Linked DNA regions of Oryctolagus cuniculus: regions 1 and 3 are each linked to region 2. Evidence: chromatin contacts called from public Hi-C data. All regions are on one chromosome and are shown on one strand. The core of a region is the stretch at or near the end of the contact, and the rest is flanking DNA. Distances in the headings are between cores, read along the strand shown. Region 1 has its middle 92 kb from the start of EEPD1. Region 2 holds the start of EEPD1 (endonuclease/exonuclease/phosphatase family domain containing 1). Region 3 overlaps EEPD1 (endonuclease/exonuclease/phosphatase family domain containing 1).

Region 1 (3,801 bases), core at 355-2,854, 92 kb before region 2:
TAGGTTTGGATACAGGGTGTATTCAGTTAGTGAATCTTCCAAAAAACCAACAGAAGCTTAAACAAAGGACTATTTCTCCTATTTCTCTCATTTAAGGGGTTTGGAGGTAGGTGCAGGAGCTTAACTGTCCCCATTTCACGCTTGTTGCTTCATAGCTTCATAGTCACAAGAGGGCAGCATAGTTCCTGGTATCCCACGCTCGGTCACGACAGAAGACTGTGTTGCTTCTGTCCTTTTTATAAGAAAAGCAAACGCTTCTCCTGAAGTCATTCATAGCTGCGAGAAAGACTGTGAAGGTGAGCTCTTCAGCTGTCTGGGCTTCCACTTGAAGGCGGCAAGGAAGGGGCTTGGGAAGGGGTGTGGCAGCGTTGGGTCCCTGGCATTTCTGCATCGGGATTCATGGATACTGACCTAAGGAGCATCAGCTTCTGCCATAGAAAGAGCGACACAGACTTTCCTCCCAAAACCTTCACCAGTGTGTTAGGTCCAGGGACCAACATGGCCAAGACAGTGCTGTCTGGCCTTGACCCAGCAGGGCTGGAGGGCAGGCTGGGGCAGGGAGCCCGGGAGGGAGGGGTCTGAGCAGGAGGACAGCTTAGACCAGGATCTTTGCCTTGTGAATATTAAGGACACGTATTTCCATTCGTCTTATAAAAAGGGAACATGATGAATTCTAAAACCCAGAATTTCTCTATTGCTTTTATTTTAAATCTACTGAATAGTTAAGAATAGTGTATGCTCTTGTACAACAAAGTGAATGTACTTACTATCACTGTATACTTAAGCAATTAGGACAGTAAGTTTTATGTCATGTATATTTTACCAGAATTTAAAAAATGAGTCAGAGAGGAATTCATAGTTAGATAAAGGGTCGGAGTAGCAGAGAAGAGGGTCAATATGTGTCCTCCTCATTGAGGACGGCAGCGAGTAATGAAGAGGGGGATCGAGGCAGCACTGGGCTTGCAGTCGGAAGACAGGCTTAGAGCATGGCTCTGAATTTGGTCTATGAACTTGAACTAATTTCTGCAACCCTTGTTTCAGTAGCCTATTTTGTAAAATTGGGATAATAGAACCAGCTGTGCCTACCACACAGGGATCAAACCAGGGAAATCACATAATTTCCCCCAGTTTGTAAACCTGACAGTTCTACACCCCGAGCAGGTTAAGCTTAAGCTCCTCCTGCACCCCAGAAAGCGCCAAACGCCAGCCCCAGCCCCACCAGTGCTATGGGACTTGCTCTCAGAACCAGGGCACTTGCCCGCAGATGGTGGGCTGGGAAGGCGCACGCAGCATCGGGGTGGCTCGCCTCCTCTCCCTCTGCTTGCACATACTTGGCAAACACTCCAAGTGTTCCAAAGGTCACACTCACGTCAGTCGTTCTGGGCTACAGTGGGCCAATGGGTGTTGAAGAGCTTTTCAGTTAAGAATCTTACAATGGAAGCATTAAATAAATGTAACATATGGAAATATATATCAGCTCCTCCCTCCCCCCCGCCAAACTGCATATGCCTCCTTGGCTGTGGAGTTTAAGAACAAGCACTCCATTAGTGCTGCATCAGATGTCATCTAATATCAACAAACACCTGCCAAAAACACAGCTCTTGGCTTAATAAGGATGTTGACACTGCGCAGCATGGGTGCGTCCGGGCGCCGCGGCAGCTGGGCACCCTGTTTCTGGATGATTATTTTTCTGCCACCCTCCCATTCCATTTTCTCAGAAAAGTAGAGGAAAGGAGAAAGGATGAAAAATCATGGACTTCGTCCAATACCATCTGTAGCAAGGGTTAGATAAGTGGATTGAAATCACTGTATCCCATCTATGGATATCAATTATTTAGATTTTTCCGATCCCCATTATGGTAGGAACAGCTGAGTTAGCTCCAGCCCCTAATCTTGGCATCCAGAGGACGCTGCTTAAATAAAACAGGGTGCACCTGGGATGGCGAATGGTCCTTGCGAATGAGGCAGGCGTTTGCTGCAGTATTAAGGACCATGGGATAGCTTCGCTTTGGACTTGAATGAATAAATCCTCCTCATTGCACGACTGTTTGCAGGTGGCCAGGCCTCCAACACTCAGTACTCATACAAAGGTCCATCCCAAGAACTCCCAGTCTACTTCTTCACCCTCATGAGTTTGTAGGGCACTCAAAGACCCCGAGTGCCTTCAGCTATCTGGGCTGGGGCTGCTTCAGAAGGCTGACCTTCCTCTGACTCACGACGTCGTCTTTGCTTCCTGGAGCTCTGCGGGTTTTAGTGGCGTCGTGGGGTTTCATCAGCCTTGGCTCCATGGGGTCCCCCCAGAAGCGGCCGTTTCCGGTGGGAGGGGTCTGCCGTGTGACGTATTACCGCAGTGCCAGCAGGAGACGGCCCCAGGTGAAAGGTGGGGGGGTTATAGCCTGCGTGTTCTAATCCAGGAGTCCGCTGGCGTCTCGGGACCCATGAGAGCCAGAGGAGACGGATCCAGGTCCTTTCCCACAGACTGCAGGGGTCCAAAGCCTTGACGAGTTCTCTGAATCCTAGGTCAAGGTCAGCTCTCCTCTGAACGACTTTCTTCCCCGCGTGGTGTCCTCCTCTCTGCCTCTGGTGGCGGTTTCTCGTCTCTACGGGACCCAAGGCCAGAGCCGCAGCGCTTTGTCCTGTTCCCCTAGTCCCTCCAACACAGCAAGGCAATCCAGCGGCTGCCCGCGGCTGGACTTTGTGCAACAACTGACCGCCCAAGGTGGTCTGCGGGTTCCCACGCAGGCCAGCACCCACTCACCTCGCAGTGACACCTCCCCCCGCCAGGACCAGATTAACAAAATTTACAGCAGTCTCACTCTTTCTGTCTTTAAGATGTCCACGTGTGTGTTACACTCGCTTGCTGACCCCAAAGAGAGTTGGCTCTTCAGTAGGTAGGCACAGCGGTTAATGGAGCAAACCGAGACCACCACCACCCCACCCCCCAAGCAGGTCCCACCTCTTAAAGGGTCGCGCCACTTCAACACCCCCACATGTGGACTGCTGGGGACAAAACACATCCAAACCATGGCCCGGTGGAATCTGGACGCTCTCAGACTCCCATTCAAAGCACCTCTGTGAAGGAGTTTCACAGCAGATCGGGGACTTGGAGCCAGTCCTGGCTGCTGTTCTCCACGCTGCAGGAAATGAGTTCATAGAAAAGACTCAAGGTCAGCTGCTTATCCAGTGACAGCTGATCCTGCTGCTGTCAGTCGGCAGATAAACAGATAACGCAAATGCTAAGTGAATGTGAATCATAGCATTTAAATGATGCATTTAATAAATAGTTTTAATGAAATGATAATTCCTGATGGTCATATTTGCATTTAGTAAAACTTATTTTTAGCTTCAGTGATAGGACTGAAAGTATCAAAACGTCTTAGTTTCAATATTAAATGAATACCTAACACTTGTTGACTCCTAACACATGCCACAGGTATGTGAGTCACAGGTGTTATCTACAAGGATCCCATTATACAGAAAGGGAAACCAGGGGCTTTGGGGGTAGAAGAACTTATTCCAGGACTCATGACTCACGGTGCTCTGTCGCCTGCTCACTTGAAATCACCTCTGAGATTTTCCACTGCTCGGGGCTTGCACTGTGGCACAGTGGGTTAGCTGCTGCCTGCAGTGCCGGCAACCCATATGGGCACTGGTTCCTGGCCGGCTGCTCCACCTCCAATCCAGCTTCCTATGATGCATCTAGGAAAGCAGCCAAGATGGCCCAGGTACTTGGGCTCCTGCACCTATGTGGGAGACATGGAGGCAGGTCCAGGCTCCCGGCTTAGGCCAGGCCCAGCTCCA
Region 2 (3,311 bases), core at 583-3,082:
TGTGGTAGGAACATGTTTAACTCTAAGCAATTGCCAAGCTTACCTCCATCGTGGTTATATTTTTACCAGCCGTCTATGGCAGTTGCAGTCCATGTCTTCACCAACATCGGACAGGGTCATTTTCAAGTCAGGCATCTCACTGTGTGTTTTACATCTGTTATTTTTGTTTTATGGTCCCTGGTGTAGCTATCTCTTGGTTTCATTGCCAACCAAGGGGAAACGAATGAGGAGTCTTCAAAATGTTCACGGAAATGTATATTATGAAAACTACTCATGGATTTGCAAAAAAAATTTTTTTTGCAGCAAACAAAACTTATCTTTTAAGCCCATTTCTCAGTGAACTTTGAGGCTCCCTCATCTGTTTAAGCTTATGGAAAACTAAACAAGATTATTTCCATTTTAGAGAGATTATTAATAGGGTCCTACCTTACCTCCCTTACTGCCCTGGTTTGGATAATAAAATATAGGGCTTCCCTACTTCCAGCCCAGGGGTCACCCCCGGGCCAATCTTCCAGTCATATGCTGCTCAACAAAGTATTTCTTGCTTCTACAAGGAGTTTGCCTGTATTTCTTGGACTTTTTTTTTTTTTTTCCTGGCCACAATGGGATTTCAGGAATGGAGTAAGGTAACCTCAGTGCTGGCCTGTTCTTGCCATCAATGAGAACAGCAGAGAGGCTGGTGGAGCCGCAGGTGGGAGTCAGAGCTTTTCCACAGGGAAGTCGGGGCCACCCCGACTCCCTTTGGTCTCCGCTGGTTAGAGTCGGGTTTCTGTCACTTGCAACTGAGAGGGTGCTCACACAGAAGCCAGGGAGGCGCCTCAGAGAGGCGGGTCTGGGCTGCCGCACACTTGCACACTTCCCGTCTCACGTACCTTCGTGGCTGTCTTCCATGAAAACGGCTGTTTTCGCTGGCCCAGCCCCTGGAGTTGAAAGCAGAAGCTCTGGTCACAGTGGTTGGGGGGAAATTTCAGAGGACTCCAAACACCCAGGGTCAAAGTATTCAACGGTATCTCCGGTATCACTGTGGCTTGTTTGATCGGATACTACAGCTCCGGTATCCACTTTAAACTTTAACTAAACGCGCACGCAGCAATGTGGCTCCCAAACCGCTCTGAGGCCTGGGAAGCAGCCTCCATTTCCCTCCCTCTGAATGATTAGACCATGGCGGACACAGATCCTGCGTGTCCAGAGCGCTAAGCAGGCGCAGGCACGGCGCCGCGCAGGCCCCAGGTGAACCCGCAGGGCTCCGTGGCCGCGGCTCCTGCGGAAGTTCATAAAGAGCACAGCAAAGGCTGGGAAGAAAGTGAGGCCTCAATTAGGGCCGGAAGTGGGGCGCCCCTTCAGCCTCTTCTGGAACGTTCTGCAAAATTGAGCGCGGCCTGGAGCCCCGGGGATGCCTGTCCCCCAGGGGATACCTCAGTTCTCACGCCCCCAAGATCGCCCAAGAGCAGCCGGACTGGACACTGAGTAGCCCCTGCCCGGGGCGGGACAGCCGGCGGTGACCAGGGTCCGCCATCACGGCGTCAGCCTCGTGCCCTCAGACCCTTGGTCCCACCCCTGCGGTCCCGGGTCTGGCCTCAGCTAGCCGCGGCCCCGCCCCCTGAGCGCCTGGGTTTCCCTCTCCGCCTCCTCGCGCCAGGCCCCGCCCCTGAGCTCTCGGGTTCCCGTTCGCTCTCCACATCCTGGAGTCAGGCCCCGCCCCGCACGCATTAGACCCGCCCCCTCCGCTCCCGGGTTCCCCCCTCCTCTCCCTCACGCAGGCCCCGCCCACGCGCCCGAGCCCCGCCCCCACGAGCCCTCGGGAGTCCCGGGGAGGAGTTGCCGCGCGGGCGGAGGCGTGGCCGTGGTGCCGGCGGAGGCGCGGGCGGCGCGGGCGGCGCGGCCGGCACTTTGGCTTTGACACAGACCGCGAGCGGGAGTCCTGCGGCTGGTGCTGGGGTCTGACGCGTTCTGGCGGATCCAGTGTCCGAGTTGGGCGCAGGAGTGTTTTTTGCCTGCATAAACGCGACTGCGGTGACGCCGAAAGTCCTGGTGCAGCCCCGCAAGTCCTGGTGCAGCCTCTGCCTCTGGATTTCGCCGCCGCCGTCGTCGCCTCTGCCGCTGCCGCCCGCGAACAGCCCTGCAGCGCCTGCCAGCTCCGGGAGGACGACGCCGAGTTCCTCCCGCACACGGAGCGCGGCGGCGCGGGAGGAGCCCCGAGGCCCCGCGGACCCGCAGCCGCTGTCCCGGCTGGGCTGAGGCTCCGGAGCCGCAGGTGGGAGAGGGTCGGCGGCTGGGGAGCTGGTGTCCACAGCCCCTCCGCGGTGCCCGCGCTGGGCGGCACGGGGCTCCCAAGTGGCAGGGGGCGCCGGGTGTCAGGCACAGGGCGCCGGGGTGGGGGTGCTCCCTCCCGGAGCCGGAGCAGCGATGACCGGAGCAGACGACGGCCCTCGCGCTGCTGGACTTGAGAGAGGAGAGCGGAGACGCGAGGCTGGTGGGCATGGGCTTTCCCCAGGAGAAGCCCCTGCTAGCCTTTTTGGGCCCCGGTGTGGTAAAAGCCGGCGTCTCCACACCCACCTGGGCCGGCCTCACTGTGTTTGCTTTCTCGGGGGGTTCAGGGCCAGCCACCAGCCCCGGCCCCCTGGCTGAGGCTCCAGTAGGGAGTGCCGATGCAGATTGATTCGTCCAATCGATATGTGTGCTTGATTTCTTTCCTAGGTGGCCCTGTGAAAGGTAATTTGGGACACTCCGGGCATGGACGATTCGGTGCTTGTGCCTGGCAGCCTCTTCAGCCCCTGAGCCAGCACCTTCGGTTCTTCCGAGCTTCCTCCCTAGCCAGAGAGGTCTGTGGTGGGAAGCCTCTCTTCCTGGCCGGCCATGGGGAGCACCCTGGGCTGCCACCGCTCCATCCCCAGAGACCCCTCGGACCTGTCCCACAGCCGCAAGTTCAGCGCGGCTTGCAACTTCAGCAACATCTTGGTCAACCAGGAGCGGCTCAACATCAACACGGCCACGGAGGAGGAGCTGATGACCCTGCCCGGGGTGACGCGTGCCGTGGCCCGCAGCATCGTGGAGTACCGAGAGTACATCGGTGGCTTCAAGAAGGTGGAGGACCTGGCGCTGGTCAGCGGCGTGGGCGCCACCAAGCTGGAGCAGGTCAAGTTTGAGATCTGTGTGAGCAGCAAGGGCAGCTCTGCACAGCACTCGCCCAGCTCCCTGCGCCGCGACCTGCTGGCTGAGCAGCCCCACCACCTGGCCACCACCGTGCCCCTCACCCCCCGCGTCAACATCAACACGGCCACGCCGGCTCAGCTCATGAGCGTGCGAGGCCT
Region 3 (3,822 bases), core at 361-2,860, 97 kb after region 2:
ATGTGAATTGTGCTCATGACTGATACTCAGAATTTGGGCTCTTACATCATAGATTAAAAGTGGCTGGCTATTTACTGACAGTAAGACCCTCCGTTTTAACCATGACCCTGAGCCTGAGCTGTGGCGTGTGGATGGCCGCTGCAGCTGACACTGAGCGGGCGCAGTGTTCACGGGGCTGAGAAAAAGCCAGTGTGGGATGCAGCTGTCTTCCTGACCAGCCTGCGCCGCTCCCTTCTCAGTCCACACAGAAATAAATAGCAGTCTGGCGCTGCAGTTCAGTAGGCTAATCCTCCGCCTTGCGGCGCCGGCACACGGGGTTCTAGTCCCGGTCGAGGCGCCGATTCTGTCCCGGTTGCCCCTCTTCCAGGCCAGCTCTCTGCTGTGGCCCGGGAGTGCAGTGGAGGATGGCCCAAGTGCTTGGGCCCTGCACCCCATGGGAGACCAGGAGAGGTACCTGGCTCCAGCCTTCGGATCAGCGTGGTGCACTGGCCGCAGCACGCCAGCCACGGTGGCCATTGGAGGGTGAACCAATGGCAAAAGGAAGAGCTTTCTCTCTGTCTCTCTCTCTCACTGTCCACTCTGCCTGTCAAAAAAAAAAAAAAGAAGAAAGAAAGAAAAAAAGAAACATACCACGGGATTCCAATTCAATCCCATCAAGGTGGCATGTACCAATGCCATCTCACTAGACCAAGTGATCAATTTCTGTTCACAATTGATCATAATGATAGGACTAAGAGTCAAAGGGATCACATAAACAAGACAGCGCACCGGCCGCGGCGGCCATTGGAGGGTGAATCAACGGCAAAAGGAAGACCTTTCTCTCTGTCTCTCTCTCTCACTGTCCTCTCTGCCTGTCAAAAAAAAAAAAAAAAAAAAAAACCAACTCTTATCTCTGACTCTCATTCATCTAGCAAATATGGATCAGTAGGCAAAACCCATCTGACAGAGTCTTGTTTCCGATTCTCAGTGTTGCCATTGGCCTCTGGGTGGGGGGAGAGGGGTGTGGTTCAGAGTTCAGAGGTGTGAGCTGCTACTTCCTGGGAGGTGATGGTTTGGACCACAGCCCTGTGCTGGTCTGGGCTCCCCCCACCGCCTGCCTCCCACAAGGAACACCCAAGCAGCCCTGGCTTGTGGTGTGGGGGATGGGGCCAAGGCAGAGAGTGCAGTTTGTCTAAGAATGGCTCCTGGGTGAGTGTCCTTGGGGACCCAGGGCAGAGCCTGATGCTCCTTGCGCCTCTGGCCTCTTTCCCCAGTGCTGGGCTGCACTTGGCACCAAGACCATGTCCCTCTCTGCTGCAGGGGTCCGGGTACTCAGGATTCCTGTGGGACACAGTGGCCGGCGTGGAGCTGAAAGACGTCACCTCGCAGGAGAGTTCGCCTAGCAATGGGCACGGGAAGTCCGCAGGCCCCAACCCGTACGTGGCACGATTCAAGGTACCTGCTCCGTGTTGTCTGTGACCTTCAAGCCATGGGGTGGCGTGGGGGATCTCTCTTTGCAGAACTGGGCACGCGGGAAGCCTCGTCTTGCCTTGATTTTATTCTCCTAGGGTTGGGCCAGCGCCTGGTCCGGGACTTCCGTGGCAGGTGCACGTGTCCAGGGCAGGGGTGACAGCGATCCCGAGAGACTCTCTGCTTCCACAGCTCCGACAGCCAGATGGGAAGGGAGGAAAGCAGCTCCCTGGCCGGCTCCCAAACCTGACATCAGAACCACGTGGGGAGATTTTCCTAAAATCAGAGATTCCTAGAGCCTAGCCCAGACAGACAGAATTACTGGGACAGGGCCCACGACTGAGTATTTTTGGAGCGATGTCCCAGACCTCCTGGCCCTGGTGGAGGAGGTCTGGCATTTGTCAATGGCTGCAGTAGAGGGCTCCTTGGCTGCTTCTCATCCCTGTCTATTACCAGGGGGGCTCTCCAGGGGATGTCTGAGTTGGGAGGGCCTTCTAAGGAGCTCAGGACTTGGGCCTAGGAGCACCCCTATAACTGGCTTCTCCAGGGGAACCCTCACTTTCGGGAGAGCCTTGTCGGGCCAGTGTCCAGCAGTGGCTAGACAGACAGAGCTGAGTGCTGTCTCCCTCACTTCCCTGGAAGTCTTTGGGAAGTTTCCCTGAGCAGAATGCTCAGAAGCTGGGCTGCAGGAGCCCACACCAGCCACCGAGGGGCATTCGATGAAGCTTATCCCTGTGGAACTTGGCTGTGAAATCCCAAGTCAGGCAAGAGCGCTCCCTTGCCTGAGCCCAGCCCGCTCGTGGCCTGCTGGGCATCGGAGGCCTCTCCTTTCTGTTTGCTCCAGAGCCTGACTGTCGCCTTGCGCCCAGCCTGGTTTAGCCCCGTGCTGGTGCAGCAGGTGTGCACTCACACACTGGGGTGTCAGCTGTACCCAGGACAACCTTGCCTGCTCCTGCCTGCAACATGGATGGGGTTCTGTCCCCACACATACACCTGGGGTACCTGCTGGACTGGTGAATAAGTCAACCAGGTATCATCTGTAAAACCTCCTAATGCCACACAGGACAACAGCCAGGACCAGCTGATGCCGATGTTTTTAGTGGGCCACTGATAGATGCTACTGGATCGTGAATGATTGGCCTGGATCTTCTGCGGTGGTTCCCTAGATGGTCACTCTGCCTCTTGTGTTTTGGGTCACGTTCCAAGGTGGCAAGTGGCAGATAGGGTACCGGGGCAGACTTCCCACTCCACCTACAGTGGTTTGGGCAGCGAGCAGAGCCACACAGCAGAGCTCTCGGTCCCAGTGGTGGTGACAGTGGTGGTGGCAAACGAGGCGACATCTGTGCAACCAGACTGGGGCCCTCCACGTCCTAGGGCTGCCCTGGCACCTCTTTCCTTCCTGGCAGTGTCGAGGGGGCTGCTGTGACAGTGGGAGGGCAGGATTGCCCAACCCTGAACAGCCGAGCCGCAGGCCAAAGTCTGTACAACACGAGACCTCCCGCTGGGAATGCAGGGCTGGGTCACGCTATTGACTGCCTGGTCTTGCCAGCTTCAGGTTTTGACACATTTGAAATCAGGTTAAAGTGAGCACTGGGGCATAGTGGGCTCCAGATGGACAAGAACCCTTAGGGGAGTGGAGAGGACGTGTGTGGAGTGGGAGAAAGGGCAGATCCCAGCAGGGAGTCCTGGCAGGGTGCCCTCAGGCTGGCCCTACCGAAGAGAGCCCCCAGAGCAACCAGCTGCTGGAGCCACCTTCATGCTTAGAAGGAAAAAACAAAGCCAACACTGGACACTTCCAGATATGTCCAGATTTTAGGTCTTAAGGAGAAATATGAGCTGGGATGTCAGGGGCCGGGAGTTGGTAAAGCAAAATAGGTCTCTTCCTTTAGGAGCCTTGGGGAAGTCCAAGGTGAACACCTTGGGCTTGTGAGCCGGCCTCCCTGCTGTTGGCCAGGGTCGACCGTGAGCGTGAAGCTGATTACGAGTCGGTTATGACAGAGGCAGGAAATATGAGCACCTGAGTGTTGCTTTGTTTCCTGCTGCCCAGGTGGGAAGTAATGACTTGACCCTCGTTAACCTTCACCTGGCAGCCCTGACCCTCCCAGCAGTCGAGAATCCGAGCAAGAACCCCAGTGACGGCCACCGGTTGGCGAGCTTCGTACAGAGCCTTCAGGAAACCCTGAAAGGTAGGAAATTGGCTGTGGCTGTGGCTGGGCCATGCGGGGGCAGGGCAGGCAGCAGGTGCCTCCTCCACGGCCTTTCTGACCACCGAGGCCACCCATCTGTCCTCAGTGTGGGTCGCGGGTACAGGGGTGGTCACACCCCCTGCAGTGTGGGGAGCCCATCTGGAGTCTGCTTGGTCACTGCTTTGTC

Evidence for each region. Hi-C and Micro-C count contacts between places; a contact is called where the count stands out from the background.
Region 1: a Hi-C map of liver shows a contact between it and region 2, with 3 times the contacts expected there. The contact joins the enhancer-like site here to the promoter of EEPD1 in region 2. A contact is called at or near these places in 3 of 6 Hi-C or Micro-C datasets (ear pinna, liver and psoas muscle).
Region 3: a Hi-C map of liver shows a contact between it and region 2, with 6 times the contacts expected there. The contact joins the enhancer-like site here to the promoter of EEPD1 in region 2. A contact is called at or near these places in 2 of 6 Hi-C or Micro-C datasets (ear pinna and liver).

The regions. Positions count from the first base shown.
Region 1 is chr16:26,528,192-26,531,992 of mOryCun1.1, forward strand. No RefSeq gene overlaps it. Among named protein-coding and RNA genes, the nearest start is that of EEPD1, 92 kb to the right of the region's middle. Within about 2 kb of position 1,605, at least 1 of the 8 cell types and tissues checked has an H3K27ac peak or open chromatin away from gene starts, as enhancers often do.
Region 2 is chr16:26,620,125-26,623,435 of mOryCun1.1, forward strand. It overlaps EEPD1 (endonuclease/exonuclease/phosphatase family domain containing 1), which reads left to right and starts at 1,833. Exons shown (of 8, transcript XM_002713756.5): 1 at 1,833-2,254; 2 at 2,698-3,311. The coding sequence starts at 2,857.
Region 3 is chr16:26,717,526-26,721,347 of mOryCun1.1, forward strand. EEPD1 (endonuclease/exonuclease/phosphatase family domain containing 1) reads left to right here. Exons shown (of 8, transcript XM_002713756.5): 5 at 1,300-1,434; 6 at 3,497-3,635. Among named protein-coding and RNA genes, the nearest start is that of ANLN, 50 kb to the right of the region's middle. Within about 2 kb of position 1,611, at least 2 of the 8 cell types and tissues checked have an H3K27ac peak or open chromatin away from gene starts, as enhancers often do.